Linked DNA regions of Sus scrofa: regions 1 and 2 are each linked to region 3. Evidence: chromatin contacts called from public HiChIP or PLAC-seq and promoter capture Hi-C data. All regions are on one chromosome and are shown on one strand. Each heading gives the region's core, a stretch centred on a gene start, on an enhancer-like site or on the middle of the called end of the contact. The rest is flanking DNA. Distances are from core to core; before and after follow the strand shown.

Region 1 (3,081 bases), core at 335-2,834, 90 kb after region 3:
GCTGTGGCGGAGGCCAGCAGCTGTAGCTCCTATCTGGCTGGGAACTTCCATGTGCGGCGGGTGCAGCCCTAAAAAGCAAAAAAAAAAAAAAAAAAAAAAAATTCTGGGATCTCTGCTTACATGAAGTACCCAGAATAGGCAATTTGATAAAGAAAGTAGAACAGAGGTTTCCAGGGGCTGAAGGCAGAGCGAAGTAATTGTTAAATTGGTACAGCGTTTACCTCGGGGATGATGAAAGAGATTATAAACAGTAATGATGAGTACACAACAATGCGAACGTCATTAATGCTACGGAATCGTACCGTTACAAATGCTAAAATGATTACAATTATGGTACATATTGTTTACCACAATAAAAGACCAAAGAGAAGTGAGGGAGGGATGCAACCCGATTGAAGTTTTATACAAAGTGGTCAGGGAAGGTGTCACCGCAAAGGCGATCCTTTAAGAAAAGCTCTAAAGGAGGTGGAGGCGACCCCCGCGGCAATGGTGGGGGCAACGGGCCTGAAGTGGGAGGGTAGGAGGCACATTTTGAAAGCTGAAGAGGCCAATGTGTCTCTAGTTGGGTGAGCTGGCCGGAGAGGGGTGAAGCAGGAAGGAATCAGGCCACTCTATGTCAATTTCTGCTAGGAGGGGGAGACACGGTAAGGTTTTGAGCAGAGGGTCGTGATCCAACTTGGATTTTAACAGGATGTGGTCAAACAAAACATCCCTGGGTACCTAGCCCGCCAGCAAGGAACCAGTTTGCGAGCTCCAAGGAGTCGCTTCAGCAGCTGTGTTCCCCAGGGCGCGCTTCCCCTAGCCACCATCGGGAGGCAGCAGAGCCGCGCCGAGCGCCCCAGGTTCCGGGTGCCATGCCTCGCTCCTGCCCCGCCCTGGGCGCAGGTGGCCCGTCCCTAGGAATCCTTAGGCAGAAACCCGTCCCTAGTCTCGCGCCTCCGCTCGGCCCCTTTAAGAGCCATAGTTTCCGGAGGCCAGGCCTGGGGCGAGGTAAGCCCCGGGGCCAAACCAAGAGTTAAGAATCGGGGGGAGGGTGGCGGAGAAAATTTCCAAAGTAGAATTCCAACTTTCCCTAGGCTGGATTCCCTTCGGACGTCCCTAAAACGGGGGAAGGGAGAGCAGGCTTCCTTTCCGAGAACTTCGCTTGCTCCTTTATATTATCTAAGAGGAAGGCAGTCCGGCAGCGCCTCCGTCCACCTAGAAGAGAGGAACCCCCAGGGCTAGCGGAAAAGGCAGGCGCTAGGAACTAGCCTTTTCCAGCCCAAAGCTCACGCAGACTCGCCCCTCCCCGCAGGGTGGACCTAGGCGGGTCCATCGCCAGCCGAGGAGAGGGGTGTGGGCAGAGAGGGAACAGGTGCGCGGCGGGGCCCGCCTCCCTCAACAGGTGAATCACCCCAATTGAGTCTCGGTTCGCCTGATTCACGCTCCGCTCGGTGTGACCCGAGCAGGAGGGGGCCAGACGGGAACCCTGGTCTGCAGGCGCCCTCCCGGCGGGCTGGTCACTTGGTCCCGACCCTCGGGGGCTGGAGCGCACCTGGGTCAGCCCACTTCCGGGGAGGGAGGTGGAGGAGCCCCTCCTCGCCGCCCACCCCATTAGCCCAGCCCTCGGTTCTCACCCTGTGTACCTGGGTCGATCCATTCCCCAGAGCCATGGGGGGTGGAGTGGCTCGGAGATCCACAGTGGGTCAAGCAAGTTTCTTCTAGAAAGCGGGAGGCGTGCTTTTCGTCCACGGTGTTTCCTTTCGTTAAAATCCTAGAACAGGGTAGTGTAGGCTTGGAATAGGGACAAGAAACGGAAGCGGGAAGGGGAGGAGCAGGCACCCCTCCCAACCTTGGTGCGCGCCGCGCCCCCTACCCTCTCGGTACCTGGAGCGGGAGCGCGGGCGGGACGCGCCCAGACCACAGCGATGGCGCCTTCGGCCCGCCGTCGCGGCGGGGTTTTGGGCTCCCATTCGGCCACCCCGGGCCGGGGTGCGGTCGTCTTCGTGTGGCTTTTCCTCAGCACCTTGTGCACAGGTACGGAGAGCGGGTCCCCTGCTGCCGCGGAACGGCGGGCGGGCGCTATAGAAGGGCGATGGATGGAGTTCTACACCGCCCAGGAGGCAGGACTGGGGGAGGGCGAACACGGAGACTAAGACCTCCTGGTGCCCAAGGTCTCTGGAGATTTCTTGTGTGCCAGAGTGAGAGGAATTCTCTATTCATGCCTGAGAGCGCTCCCCCGCCCTTGCTCATAGATAGCAGGAAGTGAAACTCCCTGGACGGCGAACCCGGGAGCGGCAGGGAGAATGGGACCCTTTGTGGGGTAGGGGAGAGGGACCGCCCGATCACTGGGATGAGGACTTGGTAACACGCCGAGACTTCTAGGTGGTGGGGTAATGGGGAGGGGACACTCGAAGGCTGGATCAGACGATTCCTAGAGGGAGAGATCAAGAAACAGTGCCCAGGCCTCGGATGGGTGCGGTATTGGAAATTCCCCACCCCCCAACGCAACCCGAGTCCCGCGGGCTCCGAAGTATCCGTGTGGTAAGGGTCTGGCGGAGTGGACCTACGGACTTGGTTGGAAACCATCGTCAGCTGGCAAGCTTTCACCTGGATCTGATGTTTGTTTGGATGGGGGTACCAGGAGGACTTTTACCTTTCGGCAGGCTCTTTTGGTGTACTCACTTGGGATGGCTTTGGGTAGGGCGCGGTGGGAGGCTGCTGGAGACGTTATGGGAGCTGTAGCGACCGTGTGGCAAAGCAGTTCAAACAGCTCTGAAATGCCCACCACCCCCCACATTCAGAAAACCTGAATTAACTTGGAAGCTTGGTGGGTGTTTTTGAAGGGGGTGCCTTGAGTACTGGGCTTTGTAGGGGGCCATTTGGGCTTGCCTGTACAGGCCACAGAGAGGCCCTTTCCATGAGAGAATGGCCAAGGGAGGAAGGGGCCAGGGCAGTTGAGAGGCCACACTCTGGGAAGAGGGATGGACAGAAAGTCCCAAGGAATCTGGCTAAGTGACCTTGCACTGGCCGCTTCAGCCCCCTGGGTTTATAAAATAGGCATAATTATTGGAGCTCGCTCACCGGTCCTGGGGATTAAGG
Region 2 (3,299 bases), core at 593-3,092, 95 kb before region 3:
GGTCGAGAGAAGTGAGAGTGGGCTGAAGAAGTTAGAGCAGGGCCTTGACACTAAGAGGAGGACTTTCCTTCTAGCTGGAGGGACATGGAGTCCCAGGAGAGAGCTGGCCAGGAGGGCCCTGACCTGACACCATTTCACGGACTCCCTGGGGCTGTGTGTGGGAAGCAGACTGTAGGAGGCCTGGACTGAAGCAGGGAGACCAGGGAGGAGGCAGTGTGATGGTCCAGGAGGGGATGGAGGCTGGGCCAGGCTGGGGGCGATGGGGGAGGAGGGCTTCCATTCTGCATAGATTTTGTGGGCTCAGCCCACTGGGTTTCTGAGAGACTGGATGTGGGTGTGAGGGAAAGAGAAGGTCAAGAAGAGCTGAAGTTTGGGGCCTGCTGTCCACCAAAAAGGAGAAGCTGGTGGGTTTGGGGGGAAGGGAGGGGGTGTAAGGGTGGGAGAGCTGTGGGAATGGAGGTTTTCCAAGAGGCAGGAACAGCCTGTCTGGAGAGGGGTGGTGAGAAGGCTCCATGCAGGGGCACCTGTGCTCAGGAGCTGTGGGGCAGGACTCACTCACAGGCACAAGGAGTCCAGGACACTGCAGACTCAGGCGGCCACTGCCAGACAGGCGCAGCTCATGGCATCAAAGGAGGGTTGCGTCCATTTGACGTCCAGCAACGTGACCTCAGTGGTGAGTTACTTCCCAGCTTTGAGGCCCGGCTTCCTTTTCTGTAACAGGGCTGCCCCTGACCCCCACTGTCAGGTGGGAGAGCTCTGACCACAGAGTTAGTGGGATTTGCAGGACTTGCCCGACGTCACAGCACAGATAAGGGCCAGGAAGGCTGGATTTTAACTTAGGCTGGGCCCAAGAGGGGGTCCCCAGAGATCGAGGCGCTGGGCCTCCCTGAGAGGACAGCAGGGCCTCAGAGATGAGGAGAGGGAGGCGTCTTAGGGTCCCGCCCACTTCCCGCCAGCTGCGGTTCCCCAGGTACCCACAGCCCCAACACCTCCGTTTCCCCAATCTCCATCCCACCCCCAGCTCCGCCCCACCTCTCAGGTTCCCCCCGGGGTGGGGGGTGGGGATGCCGAGAGCGCCCAGCCAGTCTCAACAGGGGCCAGAGGACCCTTTTCCGGGTACCAGGGGAGCGGGAAGGGCCTGGGCGGACAGCTAGCTGCCATGGCGATGTTTTGTTTTAATTAAGTCTGTGTTGTCCTCTTTCTGCGCCCCCGCCTTGTGCCCCTCCGCCCCGGGTCCATTTCTCATCTCTCTCCTTAGATCCGCTGTCTCTCTTTTTCTCTTCCTCTCTCTTGTTCTCTCCGGGTCTCTGGCATCCCAGCCTCCCCTCTCAATGTGTGTCTCTTCCTGCCCCAGCGCCCGGTCCCTCCATCTCTGATCCTCCTCCTGCCTCCCTCTCCCTGGGGGCCTCGCTCTGTCCCTGCCGTCCCTCCGTCGCCTCGGCCACCTCTCCAACCCCGGCTGTGTCCCTCTGGCTCTCACCTCCTGCTCTCCCGCCTCCCTTCGGTCCCTTCCTCCCTCCCGGTACCGGACTCTCCGGCTAGGCCCCGCCGCCCCTCCCCGCCTCGGCCGGTCCCTCCCCTCCCTCCCGCGGGCGGGCGGGGGGCGGCGCGGTGACGCGACGGGGCGGGGAGGAAGGGGGAGCTGACGCTGCGGCGGCCTCCGGCGGCCCCGGTCTTTTGTGCGGGGCTGCGGGCGGCGGGTCGCGGGTCGCGGGTCGGGTGGGGGCGGCGGCCGACCAGGGCGAGGCGCCTGCCCCGCGGGGACGCCCAGCGCAGCCCAGTCCCGCTCCGCCGGGCCCGGCCCTGCCCTGCGGCTGGGCGCCCGCCGCGCCGCATCCATGTTCGAGTAAGGACCGCCGGGGGGGGGGGAGGTGCGGGGGCTGGGCGGGGTGGGGGGGCCGCAGCCGATGTCCGGGAGTTGTGCACCGCTGCCGGCCGTGGGGAGGGAGGCTTAGGGGGTGGGCAGGGGTGTGCTCGGGGGCCGGCCGCTGACCGCTGGGAGGCCGGCACGTCACTGCCCGGGCGCGATGCGCCGGCTGGCGGGGCTGGGACCGGGGATCCAAGTCTCTTCCTGCCGGGAGTGCGGCCTGCGGGAAGCGCCCCCAGCCCTGCTTCGTCCCTGCCTGGGAGGCGAGAGGTGGGCGCGAGGCCGACCGGTCGTCGGGCCTGCGGTGGAGGCAGGGCAGAGACAAGTCCCCGCCGGCCCCGGCTTCCAGGCTCCGGAGGCCGGGCAGGCCCAGGGGCAGCCTCTCTGGGTCTGGGCCCCCTCCGGCCATCCTTGTCTGTCGCGAGTCTCGGAGCTGCTGGGGAGGGGCCTTCTGCGTGGCCACAGACCTGGTGCCTGAGATTCTCTGGGGTCGTGGGTAGGGAATTGACCTACTTGTCTGGGCCCAGAGTGTTTTCAGTTGTAGGTGTCTTGGAAGTGTGGATGCCATCTGAGGTCCTAGCGAGCAGGCAGCTGTGATCCTCTTTAGCTCTGTGTGTGATTTAGTTCCAATTCCATTGTGGCTCCATGTGTTCCTGTAAGCTCCCTGTGTGTGTCTGATTGTGACTATGGTGTGTGTCTGGGGCTCCGCGTGGCTGTGACCTGTGGTTGTATGTCCGTGTGCAGTGTAGCTCATCTGGTCAGACCTATGCGTGTCTGATTGTGACTTTGGAATGTGTGAACATATGTCTAAGTCTCCTAGTGTGAGGATGGTTGTGATCCTTCTTGGCCGTGTGTGCATGTGTGAATGTGTGAATTTATCTCAGATTCCATCTGTGGTTCCACGTGTCACTCACTGTAAGTTGCCTGTGTGTTCAGTTGTGACTTTATAGTGTATGTGTGCATACGTGTCTGGGGCTGCGTTTGCTGCTGTGACCCTCTGCTCTGTGTGTGCCTGTAATTTACCTCTGCATCTATTAGCTCTGTGTGCAAACCCAAGTCACTTGTGTGTGTCTTTGTGCATCCAGGACTTGGTGGGTATGATTGAAACCCCTGGGGCTGTGCCTATAATCTGCTTCTGATTCTATCTTTGTGTGAATGTTCCTGTCTGTGTCCCTTTGTGACATTGTTGAGTGTGCCTGGGCTTCCATGTGAGCAGCTGGTACCCTCTGGGGCTTTGTGTGTGTGCAAAGTAAGAGAGAGAGAGACCCCTTGTGGCTCTTAGTGGGCTTGGGACCCTCCCTGCTGAGACCTTGGGTGTACCCTTGACTCTTTGGAGCAATAATAAGTGACATTGCTCCCGTGTTATGGTTTATAAAGCATGTTCCGCACGTGATTTCAATACCTGGTCCTTGCATTGTTGAGGTGTGTCCAC
Region 3 (3,182 bases), core at 553-3,052:
GCCCACACAAATGTGTGTGTGTGTGTGTGTGTGTCTGGAAAAATAATATACAGTCTGTGTGTCTTTACTTGGCTGAGATTGTGCAACAGTGCTGGCTGTGTCTATGCCTTTGAATGTATTTAAGTGTAGTGTGTGTGTGTGTCGGTTTCTGTATAGATGTTAGTATTGTCCTCACGAGGGTATGTATCTTTGTGACTCTTTCTAAGAGTGGACAGTTATGTGGCTGTGTCTTTGATCGTGTTTCTGTACAGGCATCCAGCTGAATGAATATGTGAGTGTTGTGTGTGTACACAAATGCGTTTATCCTGGTGTTTTGTGACAGGTATAAGAATTGCTGGTATATGTGTGTCTTTGGATTTCTCTATGGGGGGGTTATTCTGAGTTTGTACGTATGTGCATACATGTATCTGTCATGTTTTGCGCCTGTGTTTCTGGGTCTTTGGGTTTCTGTGTGTGTGTGTGTGTGTGTGTGTGTGGCATACAACTCCGGGGCCTTCACAGTCAGCAGCAGACAACAAATGCCCACACTGAAATGCCCCTCTGAACGGCCTTGTGCTGCTGACAAGGGTCCGCAGAACCCTGGGATCAGGGGTCGGTGGACTCCTAGGCTCTCGGGCTGGGCGACCTTAAGCCCTGGCTGGGCCCGTCTCCAGGGAACAGTGCAGAAAATCATTGACGTGCACCCTCCCTCCCCAGCTCCTAAGCTCTCTGAGGTGTGCTCAGACTGGTGTGAGCGTGTGTGTGAGTGTGTGTGCGAGTGTGTGTGCGTGCGCCTGCAGTCCAGCCCTCCCCGCAGGCACCTCCTTTCCCCAGCTTTGCCCCAAGGCGGGCGGCTGCCGCTCCGTTCCTCCGTTCCTCCGTCTGAGCTGAGAGAGTTAACCTAGCGGGCCAGGGCGGTCTGGGCTGGGGGCCGCCCCCTGGCCCCCCTCCAGCCCGGCTCCAGTTACAGCTGCTGGCTGGGGAGGGGAGGGGTGGGGTGGGGCTGGGAGGGGACACCGCTGAGGGCGGCGCGTCCAGCTCAGGGCCAGGGGGTCCAGCCGGCCGTTTGGGGGCCTTCTTCCAGCAGGGGACAGCCTGACTGGGGTGAGCGTCCCCCCCTCCCCTCCAGGCCTCACCCCTGGCCTGGCCGGGAGCCTATTTTGGGAGCAGAAGTGGCGCCCAGGCAGGCCAGACCCAAGAGGAAGGGTGTGTGTTTGGGTCGTTGGGGCTCCCCCAGGGGTGGGAGTGTGGGTGCAGCTCCTCCTTTCGCCTGTGGCTGCGTGTGCACCCTGGCTGGGTGTGCGGTTTGGACACTCACGTGTGTAGCTCGGGCTGCGTCCTTGTTTGGGGGCCCCGGGAGGCCCAGATGAGGAGTACTGTGTGCCTGTGGCTCCACCCTGAGTCCTGCTCCAACCAGAAGTTTGGGGAGTGGGTGTTGTCTCCACTCCAGCCCCACTGTGCGCGCGTGCATGTATGCGTGAGTGCGCCCCGGCCCCAGGCATCTGCCTTGGGTCTCTCAGCCCTGCTGGCCTGGGCCTCCTGTCACTCGCCTGGTGTTGTCCACTGTTGAAAGATGTCACCCAGAGACAGGCAAAGGGGATTTTTTTCCCCGTTCTCCTCACTTCCAGGAGAGGAGAAGAGGTGGCCTTTCCCACGGGGGCAGCCTGTGGCGTTGTGGCAGCCAGGCCTCACCCCGGCAATGACCCCCGAGGCAGGAGGGGGGGTAGGAAAGCTGTTGCCATGGTGGCCTGTGCGAGGCAAATTCCTCCAGGGTGAAGTGGGAGATATTTATACCCAGGGTCAGGCAGAGAGTGGGCCAGTGGCCGAGGGCAGGAGAGCTGGGATCTTTCAGACACAGCGAGGCAGTTTTGTGCAAGCAGGTGGGTCCTTGGGTGTGTCCTGGCTGTCTGGGCTCTGGCAGGCTGGCCGTCTCTCTGCCAGGGTGGGGTGAGGCACCTCCACCACCGGAGTAGGTGTGGGGAATCTGGGGCCTGCTGTGGGGGAAGCCCGGGCCTTCGGGAGGTCCCTGTGGATTTTGTGTGTCCCCCCTGCCTGGTCCTTGTCCTTGCTGCCATATGACCCCCCCCATTGGGTGGGATGTTTGGGTGAGACTGTGTCCTGGTGAAGCAGGGGGTGCCTTGTTTCCCAGGGCGACCAAGCTAGATGGATGCTTTTGGAATTAAGTCTCTGGACTGTATCTTAACCCCTTGGGTTCAGGCCCCAGTGGTAGGGGAACAAGGGTACACACTTCCTGACCCTTGGTGCTCCCCAGGACAATGGCATCTCTCAGCCACATCTTGGTTCTCTGGGTCGGGATCCTCACCGTGGTCAACGCAGGTGAGTCTGCGGGAGGCAGCCCACCACTCACCTCAGCCCCAAGGGTGGCAAGCGTAGGGGGAAAGCCTGCGAGAGAACTAAGTTGGAGACTCGGTCTACTCTAAGTCCGTTGGGAGCCAGGAAATTGGGGGTCTCACATGGGGTCCAGTCACAGGCTGGTGTGTGGGGGAGGGGAGAAGATGCCCCAGGTCAGGCAAAAATGGAGGGTGGGATGGAGGCGGGCTTCCGTGAACGATGGAGTCAGTCGATGGACAACCTGTAATGAGATGGGAGCTGAGGCAGTTACATGGCCCTGCCCTGCCCTGCCTGCCCAGGACAGTGCAGAGGGGTGGCTGAGACCCAGAGCCGGGGGTGGGGGTGGGGGGGGCGCGGCCTGCTCAGAGTCCAACAGTCCCCAGACTCTCAGCCCAGAAATGCGAACCCCCAAAAGGACCTCGTTACGCCCCTCCCTGTCCAGGATCCCAGGGAGCATCCACCTCTGATGTCTTTCTCTCTTTCCAGAAGCTCCACAGGAACACGACCCATTCACCTATGGTGAGGGAGGGAGGGGCCTCTTTCTTGGGGAGCTGGCTGGTGGGGGTGGGGGGCTGGGCTGAGTTAGCCTGTCCTCTCCTCCCCCATCTCTCTCTGTTTCTGTCTCCACCTGTCTCTAGACTCTCAGTGTTTATCCCTCTGTCATTCTCATTCTCTCTCTTTCTCATGATCTGGCTCTATCTTGATCTCTTTGGCTGTTTCTCTCTGTCTCTCAGTGAGTCCCTGTCTCTCTGTCTCTCTATTCTCTTTCTCCTTTCCCCTCTCAGTATCCCATGGCCCAGCCTCCACTTCCTCCTGGCTTTCTCCTCTTCCTGCCCCCCTCATCCTTTCCA

Evidence for each region. Promoter capture Hi-C pulls out the DNA fragments that hold promoters and counts their contacts. HiChIP or PLAC-seq counts read pairs in DNA pulled down with a chosen protein or histone mark.
Region 1: a promoter capture Hi-C map of liver shows a contact between it and region 3, with 10 times the contacts expected there. The contact joins the promoter of LSR here to the promoter of FXYD7 in region 3. A contact is called at or near these places in 1 of 5 promoter capture datasets (liver), 2 of 47 Hi-C or Micro-C datasets (epiblast stem cells and liver) and 1 of 2 datasets of contacts at active chromatin or transcription factors (skeletal muscle).
Region 2: an H3K27ac HiChIP or PLAC-seq map of skeletal muscle shows a contact between it and region 3. The contact joins the promoter of LOC102159288 here to the promoter of FXYD7 in region 3. A contact is called at or near these places in 3 of 47 Hi-C or Micro-C datasets (heart right ventricle, liver and skeletal muscle) and 2 of 2 datasets of contacts at active chromatin or transcription factors (alveolar macrophages and skeletal muscle).

The regions. Positions count from the first base shown.
Region 1 is chr6:44,757,507-44,760,587 of Sscrofa11.1, forward strand. LSR (lipolysis-stimulated lipoprotein receptor) reads left to right here and starts at 1,585. Exons shown (of 11, transcript XM_021097147.1): 1 at 1,585-2,016. The coding sequence starts at 1,908. FAM187B (protein FAM187B) reads right to left here and starts at 1,957. Exons shown (of 4, transcript XR_002345316.1): 1 at 1,867-1,957; 2 at 1,626-1,753.
Region 2 is chr6:44,572,210-44,575,508 of Sscrofa11.1, forward strand. It overlaps LOC102159288 (basic proline-rich protein-like), which reads right to left and starts at 1,843. Exons shown (of 4, transcript XR_001309060.2): 1 at 1,481-1,843; 2 at 560-886. GRAMD1A (GRAM domain-containing protein 1A) reads left to right here and starts at 1,680. Exons shown (of 23, transcript XM_005664473.3): 1 at 1,680-1,846. The coding sequence starts at 1,839.
Region 3 is chr6:44,666,789-44,669,970 of Sscrofa11.1, forward strand. FXYD7 (FXYD domain-containing ion transport regulator 7) reads left to right here and starts at 1,803. Exons shown (of 12, transcript XM_021097203.1): 1 at 1,803-1,859; 2 at 2,252-2,316; 3 at 2,818-2,850.